3 separate regions of the Sus scrofa genome follow, and all the other regions are linked to region 2. Evidence: chromatin contacts called from public Hi-C and HiChIP or PLAC-seq data. All regions are on one chromosome and are shown on one strand. The core of a region is the stretch at or near the end of the contact, and the rest is flanking DNA. Distances in the headings are between cores, read along the strand shown.

Region 1 (3,653 bases), core at 13-2,512, 110 kb after region 2:
TAAATGTGAGATTTGGAGTTTCCGCTGTGATGCAGTGGGTTAAGAGTCTCACTGCAGCAGCTTGGATCACTGCTGAAGCTCAGGTTCGATCCCTGGCCCAGGAACTTTCATATGTAGGATGTGGTTATAAAAAGAAAAAAAAATGTGAAATTTCAATCATATTCAGTTTGAATTTAACCAAGACAATGATTCTAGGATATGACTTTTTTTAGGCACTGTGATCTTTGATAATAGGTGGCCCATGTCTTTATTCTTTTAGCAAAATTAAACAGTAGATCTCTTATGTGACTCTGTTATTTTAATTTATAAACATTGGGTCATGTTGCATCATTTCTCCCCCCAGGGTAGATAACAGTGAGGAGGAGGCCACTGTTCCTGCCCCCTCTGTGCGCGGCCTGTGGTCTGCCCTGGTCACCCATCCACCAAACGAGGCGTGTGCCTATGTGTGTGTCCAGGCTGCATTTCTCCAGGTGGAGACTGTTAACATATTGCGAAAGAATCAAGGGTTTCTAATTTCCACCCCCCTAAAATCTCATTTCTCGTCCTTCTCTGTCACCAAGCTCCCATGAATTCTCCACCTTAGCCATTCAGGCAACTCCTTCCAGTGCCCCAGACGATGGAGATGGCAGAGGCGCCACTGGAACCCTGGGTTTGCGCCGCTCCACGCGCTCCACGCGCTCCACGCGCTCCACGGAGAGCGCCCCTCCCCCACCCGGCAGATCCGCATTCTCTTCCTCTGTTGACTTTTTCTTTTATGCGAATGCTTCAATTGATTTGCGATTTAAAAATAAACAACCACGGAGCTTTGCTCAATGCCCTCCGAGACTGCCTTTCTTTCACAATCCAGTTTCTTGGAAGCACAGTTCTTAGCGCACATGGAGCGTCACCTTACCCTCCCCCACTCCTCAGCGCTCGGCCATGTGGCACTTGGCCCCACCAGGGCAGTGGGCTGCTCTCTGCGTGTCCTGGTTGTCAGCAGCCGAGACCAGCCCTCAGCCCCGATCGATCGTTGTCCCCATCCTGCCATTTGACACTTGGACCACTCCCCTTGGGGAGTCTCTTCCGCGGCTCCACGGTGCTAACTCTTCCCAGACTCTGCGTTCTGGTCTCCCCAGAGATGCTGTGGAACGTCCTTCTCTGTGGCTGCTCCTCCAGGCCCGCCCCAGGCCCTCTGCTGGTCTTTTCTCGCTTCATCTCACGCTCCATCTCTGTTCTGAACGGCGTGTCCATCCATAGCTTTTGTAGCCACATCCAGTCCGAATGTGTCCCTGAGCCGGGCTCTAGCTGTGATCCAGGACAGATATTCCAGCTGCCCTTCGTAGGTCAGCAACTGCAGGCGGACCTCCCAGATATTGCGGTCGGTTCCAGATCACAGCAATAAAGCAAGTCATGTGAATTCTTTGGCTCCCCAGTGCCTATAAAACTTATGTTTATGCTGTACTGTCTATTAAGTGTGCAATAGCATTATGTTTAAAAAAAAAAAAACCGCAATGTACACGCTTGAATTAAAAATACCTTATTGTGAAGCTGGTGGCCTAGTGGTTAAGGATCTGACATTGTCACTCCTGTGGCTTGGGTTACTGCTGTGGCACAAGTTCTATCCCTGATCTGGGAATTTCTGCGTGTCGTGGGCATGCTCCCTGCCATCACCGCCCAAAATCTATTGCTGCAAATATTAACCATCACCTGAGCCTTCGGTGAGTCATCATCTTTTCACAATAACATCTAAGATCACTGTTCACCGATCACTGTGACAAATATAATAATAATGAAAAATCTGAAACACTGTGAGAATTACCAAATGGAACAGAGACACAGAGTAAACAAATGCTGTTGGAAAAACGGTGCTGATAGACTTGCTCTACACAGGGTTGCCACAAACCTTCCTTTTGTACAAAACGAAATCTCTGCAAAGTGCCTTGAAACAACGTATGTCTGGACTTCAAAACAATCTCACTTCTCTTTCCTAAAAATTTACCTCTTCTCTTGTATTTCAGGTCTTGCTAGTTCCTCAAGCCAGAAATTGGCAAGAAATGGAAAATTCCACCATCTCCCCATCCCTTCATCCAGTAACCAAATTTGACTTCCATCTCCTGGAAGATTTTAGTTCTTTTTTGGGGGGATTATATATATATATATAAAACTCAATGAATTTTATTACATTTATAGTTGTACAATGACCATCACAATCCAATTTTAAAGCATTTCCATCCCACACCCCCAGTGCATCCCCCCACCCCCAAACTGTCTTCTTTGGAAACCGTAAGTTTTTCAAAGTCCATGAGTCAGCATCTGTTCTGCAAAGAAGTTCATTGTGTCCTTTTTTCAGATTCCACATGTCAGTGGAAGCATTGATGTTGGTGTCTCATTTATGGCTGACTTCACTTAGCATGATAATTTCTAGGTCCATCCACGTTGCTAAAAATGCCGTTACTTCATTCCTTTTAATGGCTGAGTCATATTCCATGGTGTATATGTACCACATCTTTTTTTTTTTTTTTTTTTGTCTTTTTGCTATTTTTTTGGGCCACTCCCGCGGCATATGGAGGTTCCCAGGCTAGGGGTCGAATCGGAGCTGTAGCCACTGGCCTACGCCAGAGCCACAGCAACGCGGGATCCGAGCCGTGTCTGCAACCTACACCACAGCTCACAGCAACGCCGGATCGTTAACCCACTGAGCAAGGGCAGGGACCGAACCCGAACCTCATGGTTCCTAGTCGGATTCGTTAACCACTGCGCCACGATGGGAACTCCTGTACCACATCTTCTTGATCCACTCCTCTATCGATGGACATTTAGGTTGTTTCCATGTCTTGGCTATTGCAAATAGTGCTGCAATGAACATGGTGTACATGTGTATTTTCAAGCCGTGGTTTTCTCTGGATAGATGCCCAGGAGGGGGACTGCTGGATTAGATGGTGATTCTATTTTTAAGGTTTTGGTTCTTCTTTCCCTTCATCCATATCAGTGCTGCAGACCCTCATCATTTAGGCTCTCACGATTCTATACTCTTCTCCTGTCCTAACAGAACATCGTCAGCACAACCATGCACAGTTGGACATGTGTATGTTTGTGTAAGTTAACTTTATTTTTATTTTTGGGGGCTGTGCCCACAGCATGCAGAAGTTCCCAGGCCAGGGATCAAACTTGTGCCACAGCAGCAACCTGAGTAGCTGCAGTGACAATGCCGAATCCTTAACCTGCTATGCCACAGGAGAATTCCCCAAGTTAACTTTAATCTATGTTCTTGAAATGGTTATCTAGTGTTTAAAATTAGAATGGAAGAAATGAAAAAGGCAGAAAAAAAAGGAGTTCCCATTGTGGCCCAGCAGGTTAAGGACCTAACATTGTCTCTGTGAGGATGCAGGTTTGATCCCTGGCCTCTGTCCATGGGTTAAGGATCCAGCTTTGCCGCAAGCTTGGGTATAGGTCTTGGATCCCATGTGGCTGTGGCTGTGGCTTAGGCTTGCAGCTGCATCTCTGATTCGACCCCTAGCTTGGGAACTTTTATACACCATGGGTGAGGCTGTAAAAAGAAAAGAAAAAAGAAAAAAAAAGTAAAAATAGAAAGAATGGTGGTTATCATTGGCTCAGGGGTGGGGAGAATGGGGAGTTTTGTTTAGGGGGCACAGGGTTTGAGATGATGAAAAAAA
Region 2 (3,995 bases), core at 23-2,522:
AAAGAGCAGATATAATAAAGATTACACTGGACACAAAAAGCGCCCAGAAATAAAGTCATGCATGGTCATAGAGGCCCCACTCCCCAGCTGTAACACCCCCAAACCACACCCCCAGGCAGCCTCAGTCAGGGTTGGGCACTTCTTTATCTCACTCCTAGAAAAATGAATGATCTGAAAAAAAAATGAAAAATTTGGGGGTTTTAATTTTTAAATTTTGCGTAGTCTCATCATAGTTTCTAGGCTCCGTGTAAATTTTCACCTCAGGCAAAAGGTAGAAAGGCCAGTCCAGGAAACTTGGGGAAGGAATTTTAAGACAATCTCAAAGTAAACAAGCTAATCTATAGGAAGTGAGAGGTATTTTTAGTTTTGCTCAACTTTCACATTCATTAAAAATTCCAGAGGCGGATGAGGCTTTGCAGAAGCGATTAGATTGAGAACAATTTTAAGTCCAAGAAATTCTATATTGCACTTTGAAGAAAACACGTGTTTATTTGGAGAACAGCAATCTCAGATATTTAGAGAAGAGTTGGTCTAATAAAAATCTAAATTAGCAAATGAAGCTTAAATTTGATGGGGGGAAAAGGCAGAGAGGAGGAGAAAGCAGGCAGGTTCCTAAGATTTCCAGCTACAGTACAATTGCATGAAAAGATCAAATGACAAGCGGGAGGAGCTGAGAACTTTCCACAAGTTTGCTATCTGTAACTTACTAGCTAGAGGTAGGTATTAAACCTTATCACTTACACTCAGCCAGATTACTAGAAAGCAAGCTGAAGACCTTACTATTCACTGCCTGACCGCTGCTGACCTTAGTTACTGATTTTACAGTAACGATGGCTTCATAAAAACTACCGCTTAACACTTGAGTCCCCTAAATCGCCAAGTGTTCCTTCGTTGAAAGTTCCTAAGAAGCAGGTCAACAGCAGAATTTACCTCTTTTTTTTTTTTTTTTTTTTTTTAATCACCACAGCAAGCGATTTAGGTCTTCACAACCTATTTTCAAATTCAGTCCAATCTAACATGTGTCTCCTGGGCCGGCGCGGCTGCTTTCCTCTGCCCGGGGCAGGGGTGCGACCCTTCACAAAATGCATTCCAGGTCTCCCCTGGGCAAAGTCAGGAAGATTCCAGCACAGGCCAAGAGAAAACCAAAGAGAGAATGCTCTTCTGAGCCAAAAGGCAGCCCCGGGGGGAGAAAGAGATGCCCCATCCGGATGTCCAGCCGCCGCCCCGCAGCCTCTCCCAGCCCAAAGCAGGTGACTCCACCTGCCGTGGAGGGAGAACACTACAGACCTGGCTCCCGCCTTACCTGTGATGGTGACGATCCCCAGCATCCTGGACCGGCACCTCCCAGGCGGGAGCGACCGGGCCTCGCCCCCTCTGGCGCTTGGCTGAAGCCCAAGGGGGTCTTGCTAACCCGCTGCGGTCTCGCCGGGATCCGAAAGAACGAACCGCCCAGCCACCCCAGGAGGATCAGCAAGAACCAGAGTTGCCTTCGCAGCAGCAGCAAGAAGCGGACGGAGGATGCCTTTCCCCAGCTAATTATAGGAGGACCCACCCATCCACCCACCCATCCGGGCTGGGGGCCGGGGGCCGGGGCCGGGGCCGGGGGCCGGGGCCGGGGCCGGGGCTGGCCCGCCCTCCCGCGCTCCGGGACTTGGCACCGCGCTCGCGCGTCATGTGTTTCGTTTTAAAGGAGGGGAGCCCTCCCTGTGGCGGGTCTCTGTTACTGGTCAGTAAGGCTCTGCAGCGAGACCCAGGGAGGGTCTTTAAAAAGTTGCTGGGATGAATAAGACCAGAGTCAGCAGCATTTTATCTAAAGCGTTACTTCATTCCTGGCACCGAGTTACTTCTATATCTCAGCTTTTACTATTACTTAAAGGAAATAAACCGCACAGATATTAAAGTCTGTCATTAAAAAAAAAAAATACTGTTCTGTATCCTCGTGTTTGTTTAAAGGCTGATGAGGTGCAAAAATGCTCTTCCCTTTTTAGCACCTATAGTATTTTCACCATCTGCTACACACACACACACACACACACACACACACACACACAACTACACTGATCTGGGGGTTGGCAAGCCTCAGCTGTCCACTTTCCTGAACTTTTTGAGAAGGGCTGTTACAAGGCGAACTTTGTGTCTTCAGCACTTGATCAAGGCAGCAGCTATTTTTTGGGGGGGGGCCCTACCTGGGCATGTGGAAGTTTCTGGGCCAGGGATCTGACCCAAGCCACAGCAGTGACAACCGCAGAGCCACAAGGGAACTCCCAAGTTAACTTTTAAACAACTCAAATACTTGAGCATAATGTCCTTTTTAAAATTTTTTTAATGGTGTAATGTTAGCTAAACTTTTTTCCCCCTTTATTTTTGGCCGCCCTGCAGCATATGGAGTTCCTGGGCCAGGGATCAGATCCCCGTGCTGCAGCTGCAGCAACACTGAATCCTTTAACCCACTGTGTGGGCTAGGGATCGAACAGCCGATCGGGTTGTGCCACAGCAGGAGCTCCAAGCTAAACTTTTAGATCACACTATGCCATGTTCCAATGTAGAGACACAACTGACTCTCTAATATGTAAGCCACACACCATGAAAATCAGTCAGAACCAAAGTTCAAAATTCAGAATTTTTCAGGCAGCTCTAAATTCTTAAACACAGGATAAGTAAGTACTAAATTGGGGGCTCTTACAATTTTGACACAGTTTCACGTATCAATTTTCTATTAGCCAAGGCCATTTAGGCCCCCTACGTTTGTTTCTTTTTTTTTCATCCTTTTCCCCTTTATCACTTCATGCCTTGCCTGTCTGACCCCATTAACCAGGCTCTCCCTATAAGTAAACAAAAGAAAGATTTTACTATTGCTTTTTTCTTTAGACCATGAAGATCTTGTTCATTATTGCTCGGGAGAAGGGAGGAAGGAGGGGAGTTTGGGGTGGACCAGGGTGGACACAGGAAAAAGAAGGAAGAGGGGGGTAAGAATTTTCCAAAAAACGCTGAGCACAGCCTGGGCGGGGCGGGGCGGAGAGAATGGCACGTAGTTACTCCATATAACCACCAGGGGGCGGAACGCACCCTATCCGGCCTACCCTGAGCAAGGTTAACTGGCATCTTGCCAGCAATTAGATCTTGTTACAAAAATCAGCTTCAGCCTGTCCATACATAGATTTTCCCTCTGACCTTCCCACCAGCACCCAGCCTGGTCACACGTCCACGTGGGAACAGAGAGTGATGTGCTTTGTCGTGATGCCTGGGAGCCGATTCCCAGAGAGCCACTTAGCAGCGTCCTCACCTTTTATCTGCCCTAGAGTCATCTTCACTTAGGTTCACAAATTGCTTCAATTACGGTGAAAGTCTGGTGTGTGTGAAATGTTGGTTCTAATGGTCCCACTGCAATTCACATAGCTCAGGGGTCAGGGCAGATCCGCATTCCTCTGCCGAGGGCATGTATACACACACACACACACACACACACCTGTGCCCCCCACTTCCATGCCCCCTCAGACTAGAGAGTCCTAGCTGTACAAATCATAGATAAAGCCACCTATGAAGACTCCATTGGGATGCACATTAAATGAATGGTCTTCAGCTTCCCAAGCGTGTCTCTCAACCCAGACACTGTGTCTTTATTTGGAGCCCAACCCCCTTCCCCAGAGTTGTCCCAGGAGCCTGGGCTATACCTCAAGGGGGTCTAAGGTCTCAGCTCTGCATCATTTCTCAGCACCAGCGGTTGGGGACAGCAGATGGCTATCATCTGATGTCACCTCTAAAATACAAATATTCAACTTATGGGTGCATCTGGGTGTCCACTGAGTCTGCCCCTGCTTGGTGGTACCACCAGCTCCTCTCCTTCCTCTAAGTCCAAACTCTAACACCAGGACAGGCATTAGCCATTCACCTGAGCTGGATGGGAAGAAACATCACCAGGTGAAATCACAAGACTCATTCGAAATAATATTTAAAAAGGTAAAAGGTATCTCTGTTCAGTTCTGGCGCTTCAACTT
Region 3 (3,635 bases), core at 640-3,139, 87 kb after region 2:
AAAAGCCACACTGTGCAAAAGCCAAGGGAAAAAAGTTCTCTGATTGCAAGCTTTTAGCAATTACACCTTAAAATTACTTTCATTACTGGACTCTAAATGCTAGTTATGCAGTTATTTTGACAGTAGTTGGCATCAAAAGTGATGTACAGTAAATATTAAAATGTAACTCTGACCTTAAAAAGGATAGGACATTCCTTAAGCAACTCTTAGAAAATCTCCATGTTCCAGGCACAGTTAGTACTTGGGAGCATCTACAGCTCTGGTGACTATGAGTTTTAGAAGCAGTTATGTTAACAACTAGAGGTAATCTAGTTAAGACCAGGACAGCTAAAAGGTCAAGGCAATGAGGTCATAATTCTGTAAAATTTACCTAGATTTCAGGGCTGCCCCCACCATTGTAAACATCTAGTCTTCCTGACATAATTCTTTTTTTTTTTTTTTCTTTTTCCTGAGATAACTTCTAAGGGTCCTCATAAACTCTGTATCTCCTCAAATTTGACCCTGGAGTTTTTAGGGTTTTTTTTCCTTTCTAAGTATCAAGTATGATTATCTACATCTTCCTATAAAAACATCACAAAATGGGTTGGGCGAAGTCTTGCTAATGAACACACATACTGGAAAAAAAATTTAAAATGCAACGATCTGAACAAATCACAATCTTGGCCTCTGTCATTGCCAAGGATAAATATTTAAGCCTTGAAGACTCACGGCTATAGAACGCAAAATGCCTAGGAGGTTCAGCACTGCCTCCATAGACCAGAGTACAGGGAATGCTTGCTTACGCCTCTGACCGCATCCTTTGAGAACTTCTAACTACTCCTCCAGTATTTGTTTATCCAACTGAGTCCACAGGCAATGAATTGAGCGCAAAGGAGGACGCTGCCGGGTTTGCGAAACCTGTCATTCCTTTTGCAAACGCAGCGTCGGCTCGGCTCAGGTTTTCGTTGGCCGCGAGCTAGCTACACCCCAGGCTTTCTCCGCATCAGAAAGGCGGTGTCTGCCCGAGCCGCTGCCGCAGGAGGGCTGGGTACCAAAGCCGGGTCGCTCCAGACAGAGCTGGTATCAAGGACCGTACGCAGCGGGGAACCCACGGGTGTCGGGTTCGCCGGGCTGCAACACCCGTCAAGGCCCAACGGCTGACTTTCTGCATCCGGGAGACGGGGCGGGGGCAGGGGGCTCCAGACGCTCGGCAGGGGGGGAGGTCAGTTCTCCGCGGGCTCCCGCACGCAGCTCGCCGGGGTAGGGCTGGGTCGCTCCCACCGGAAGAGCGTGGAGAAAGGCTCAGTTAGCCCCGGGTAGGGGGGGATTTTATTACTGCGGATGGCGCAGTCGCCTCCCCAGGAAGACCCACGACAAAGATGCAAGCCCCCCGCCGCGCTCGCCGCTGCTCTGGTCCCGCCCCGGCGCTAAAGACCCTGAAAAGCTTAGAAAGAAGCATTCCTGCTCCCGAGTTTGCAGATGGGCTGCATCGGCGAGGAAGTTCTCACAGGCGGAGATCTAGAGACGCCCCTCGCCCCCGCCTCCCCCGGGGCAGGTGGCCCGGCGCGCCCTACCTTGGTGGCGGGGTCCGCAGCGGCGATGCCTGGATCCCCCGGGGTGCCGGGCGCCGCCTCCGCCGCAGAGCCGCTACCGCTGGGCTCGGGCTCGGCCGGCGTCGCGCTCCCCGCCTCCGGCTGCTCGGGGCTCCGCTGCTCGGTGGAGCTGCCGGCGCCCATGGCTGGTCTGCGGTCCTCCCGCGCCTGGCTGCTCGGTTACGCCTTCCCCAAATCGCAGGGACGCGGAGAAGAGCCAGAAGCCGTGCCCCCGCGAGGTCCCGAGAGCGCTTTCCTCTCCCGCCGTCCTCCTCCGAACCCGCCCAGACTGCGAATGAAGGAGACGCGCTCGCGGCAAACTCCTTAAAAGAAAAAAAAAAAAAAAAAAAAAAAAAAGCCACCTCTTTGCCGCCTCCTCCTCCCCCTTGTTTTTCCCTCGCTTCATCACATGAGCACAGCCCCAGACACGCCTTGCAGCAGCATCTCCCCCCAGGCTGCTAGGACTCAAGGAGCAGCCAGAGCCTTGAGCCAAGGGCCAGGCGAGCAGCCCACCCCGACCCCCAGGGCACCTCCTGTTCCTAAGTGGGGATGCGAGCTGGGGGACCACCCAGGACCGCCTCCCCGAAGGTGAGGGGAGAGCGAGAAAGAAGGGAGGGCAGAAAACCCCCCGGGGAGATCGGATTCGCCAGGGGGTTATTAAATGATTGATGACTCCAGACAGGGCTTCTGCTGCAGCCGACTTTCAACTCGCCCAGAAGCCAACCCGGATCCCCGTTTGCTTTCCTTCACATTGTTTGCCTCTAAACGATTGTTCCTGCCTCCTCCCCAGTAGCAGGAGAAAGGCAAGCGCTCCTGGGCTCCTCCGGAGTCTGACCATATTAGGGCACCTCACGTGGCAGGAGCTGGGAACCGAGAGGTTAATGCAGTCAGACCACGGATGAGGTGGGCCAGGCGGCCCCACGCTCTCCTATCACCCGGAAAAGCGCTATCAGGTGATGCCATCGGCAACACCGGCTCCCTCCTTCCCCGGGGAATTTGGGGAAGTGAGGCTGTTACTGGAAAAGTGCTGGTCCTTAAGGGCCTGATGCCGGAGGCCCAGGCCACTTCTTCCCGGAGCCACGCAGAAACAGGATGACATAGAGAGTATTTCTCCATAGATAAAGGCTTTCAATAACATCGGCCTAAGTGGTTTGCCTTCTGTCCCTTCCTAAGCTTGAATATAATACCTGCTATATGAAAATAGCAAGTTCTCAATACATATTTGAACCAAATTACAATTTTAGCTGGATTCTCTGCGACATAGGCAAGAAGGTGATGGGGCTGAAAGGAAAATTATCCCAGTTCTCACAAATAGTTAGGCTCTCATGAAATCTGAAGAATGGTTTGCAATATTGCCTCTAGACATCAGATAAATATCCCAGACATCAGATAAATATCCCAGACCCAGATCTAGAACAATCTTGTGAATTGATGTCAACAGTGGTTCAACACTAGGATATTTTGTGCCTAATTAATTACAGGTTGTAAAAAGGCTCCTTGGGATCCAGAGGTTAGTTATCCAGCATAACATTTTTTTGGAATGTGTTATTTTTATGTGAAAGGGGTACATAAAGGCCACGTTCTCTGGCATCTATCCCTTAAGAAGCAGTATATTTGCCAAATGGTTGGTTTTCAGAATTTGTAAGCATTTCAGCCATTTCAGCTTCCATGTTGACTATTTAGGAAACACTGAGTGCTCACTCTATACTAGGTACATGAATGCTCTGTGTGTGTATGATAGCCACATTTCATCCTTAAAACAACACAATAATGTAGATTTATCTTATTGTCCTCATTTTACCAATGGAGTTGGGGAAGGTAGGCCTCCGAGGGGTTGAGTCTGGTAATCTAGGTTTCACATCTGGTAGCTGGAAGAGCAGAATCCTCCCTATGAACCACTGCCCAACAATTCACTTCCCTTCTGTAGGATGCTTCCTCTCTTCTTCTTAGGATGTTAATGAAAAGAGGCATTTGGACCTCATCTAGGATCTTAGAGCTAAAAACACTATTAAAACCTATGTGCATCTCACTAGCCTTTGGAGTTCCCATCATGGTGCAGCAGAA

What was found. A called contact is a pair of places that touch in the nucleus more often than the background predicts. HiChIP or PLAC-seq counts read pairs in DNA pulled down with a chosen protein or histone mark.
Region 1: a contact with region 2 is called in a Hi-C map of skeletal muscle, with 5 times the contacts expected there. The contact joins two enhancer-like sites. A contact is called at or near these places in 7 of 47 Hi-C or Micro-C datasets (alveolar macrophages, fetal skeletal muscle, heart right ventricle and 4 more) and 1 of 2 datasets of contacts at active chromatin or transcription factors (skeletal muscle).
Region 3: an H3K27ac HiChIP or PLAC-seq map of skeletal muscle shows a contact between it and region 2, with 5 times the contacts expected there. The contact joins the promoter of AKAP12 here to the enhancer-like site in region 2. A contact is called at or near these places in 9 of 47 Hi-C or Micro-C datasets (embryonic fibroblasts, fetal skeletal muscle, heart right ventricle and 5 more) and 1 of 2 datasets of contacts at active chromatin or transcription factors (skeletal muscle).

What each region holds. Positions count from the first base shown.
Region 1 is chr1:15,034,524-15,038,176 of Sscrofa11.1, forward strand. No RefSeq gene overlaps it. Among named protein-coding and RNA genes, the nearest start is that of AKAP12, 19 kb to the left of the region's middle. Within about 2 kb of position 1,263, at least 29 of the 83 cell types and tissues checked have an H3K27ac peak or open chromatin away from gene starts, as enhancers often do. A contact at or near this core is called in retroperitoneal adipose tissue, skeletal muscle and subcutaneous adipose tissue, where this site is marked.
Region 2 is chr1:14,928,784-14,932,778 of Sscrofa11.1, forward strand. All of the region lies in intron 2 of AKAP12 (A-kinase anchor protein 12), which reads right to left. Among named protein-coding and RNA genes, the nearest start is that of ZBTB2, 72 kb to the left of the region's middle. Within about 2 kb of position 1,273, at least 41 of the 83 cell types and tissues checked have an H3K27ac peak or open chromatin away from gene starts, as enhancers often do. A contact at or near this core is called in fetal skeletal muscle, mesenteric adipose tissue, omental adipose tissue and 3 more, where this site is marked.
Region 3 is chr1:15,015,127-15,018,761 of Sscrofa11.1, forward strand. AKAP12 (A-kinase anchor protein 12) reads right to left here and starts at 1,890. Exons shown (of 6, transcript XM_001927265.7): 1 at 1,554-1,890. The coding sequence starts at 1,715.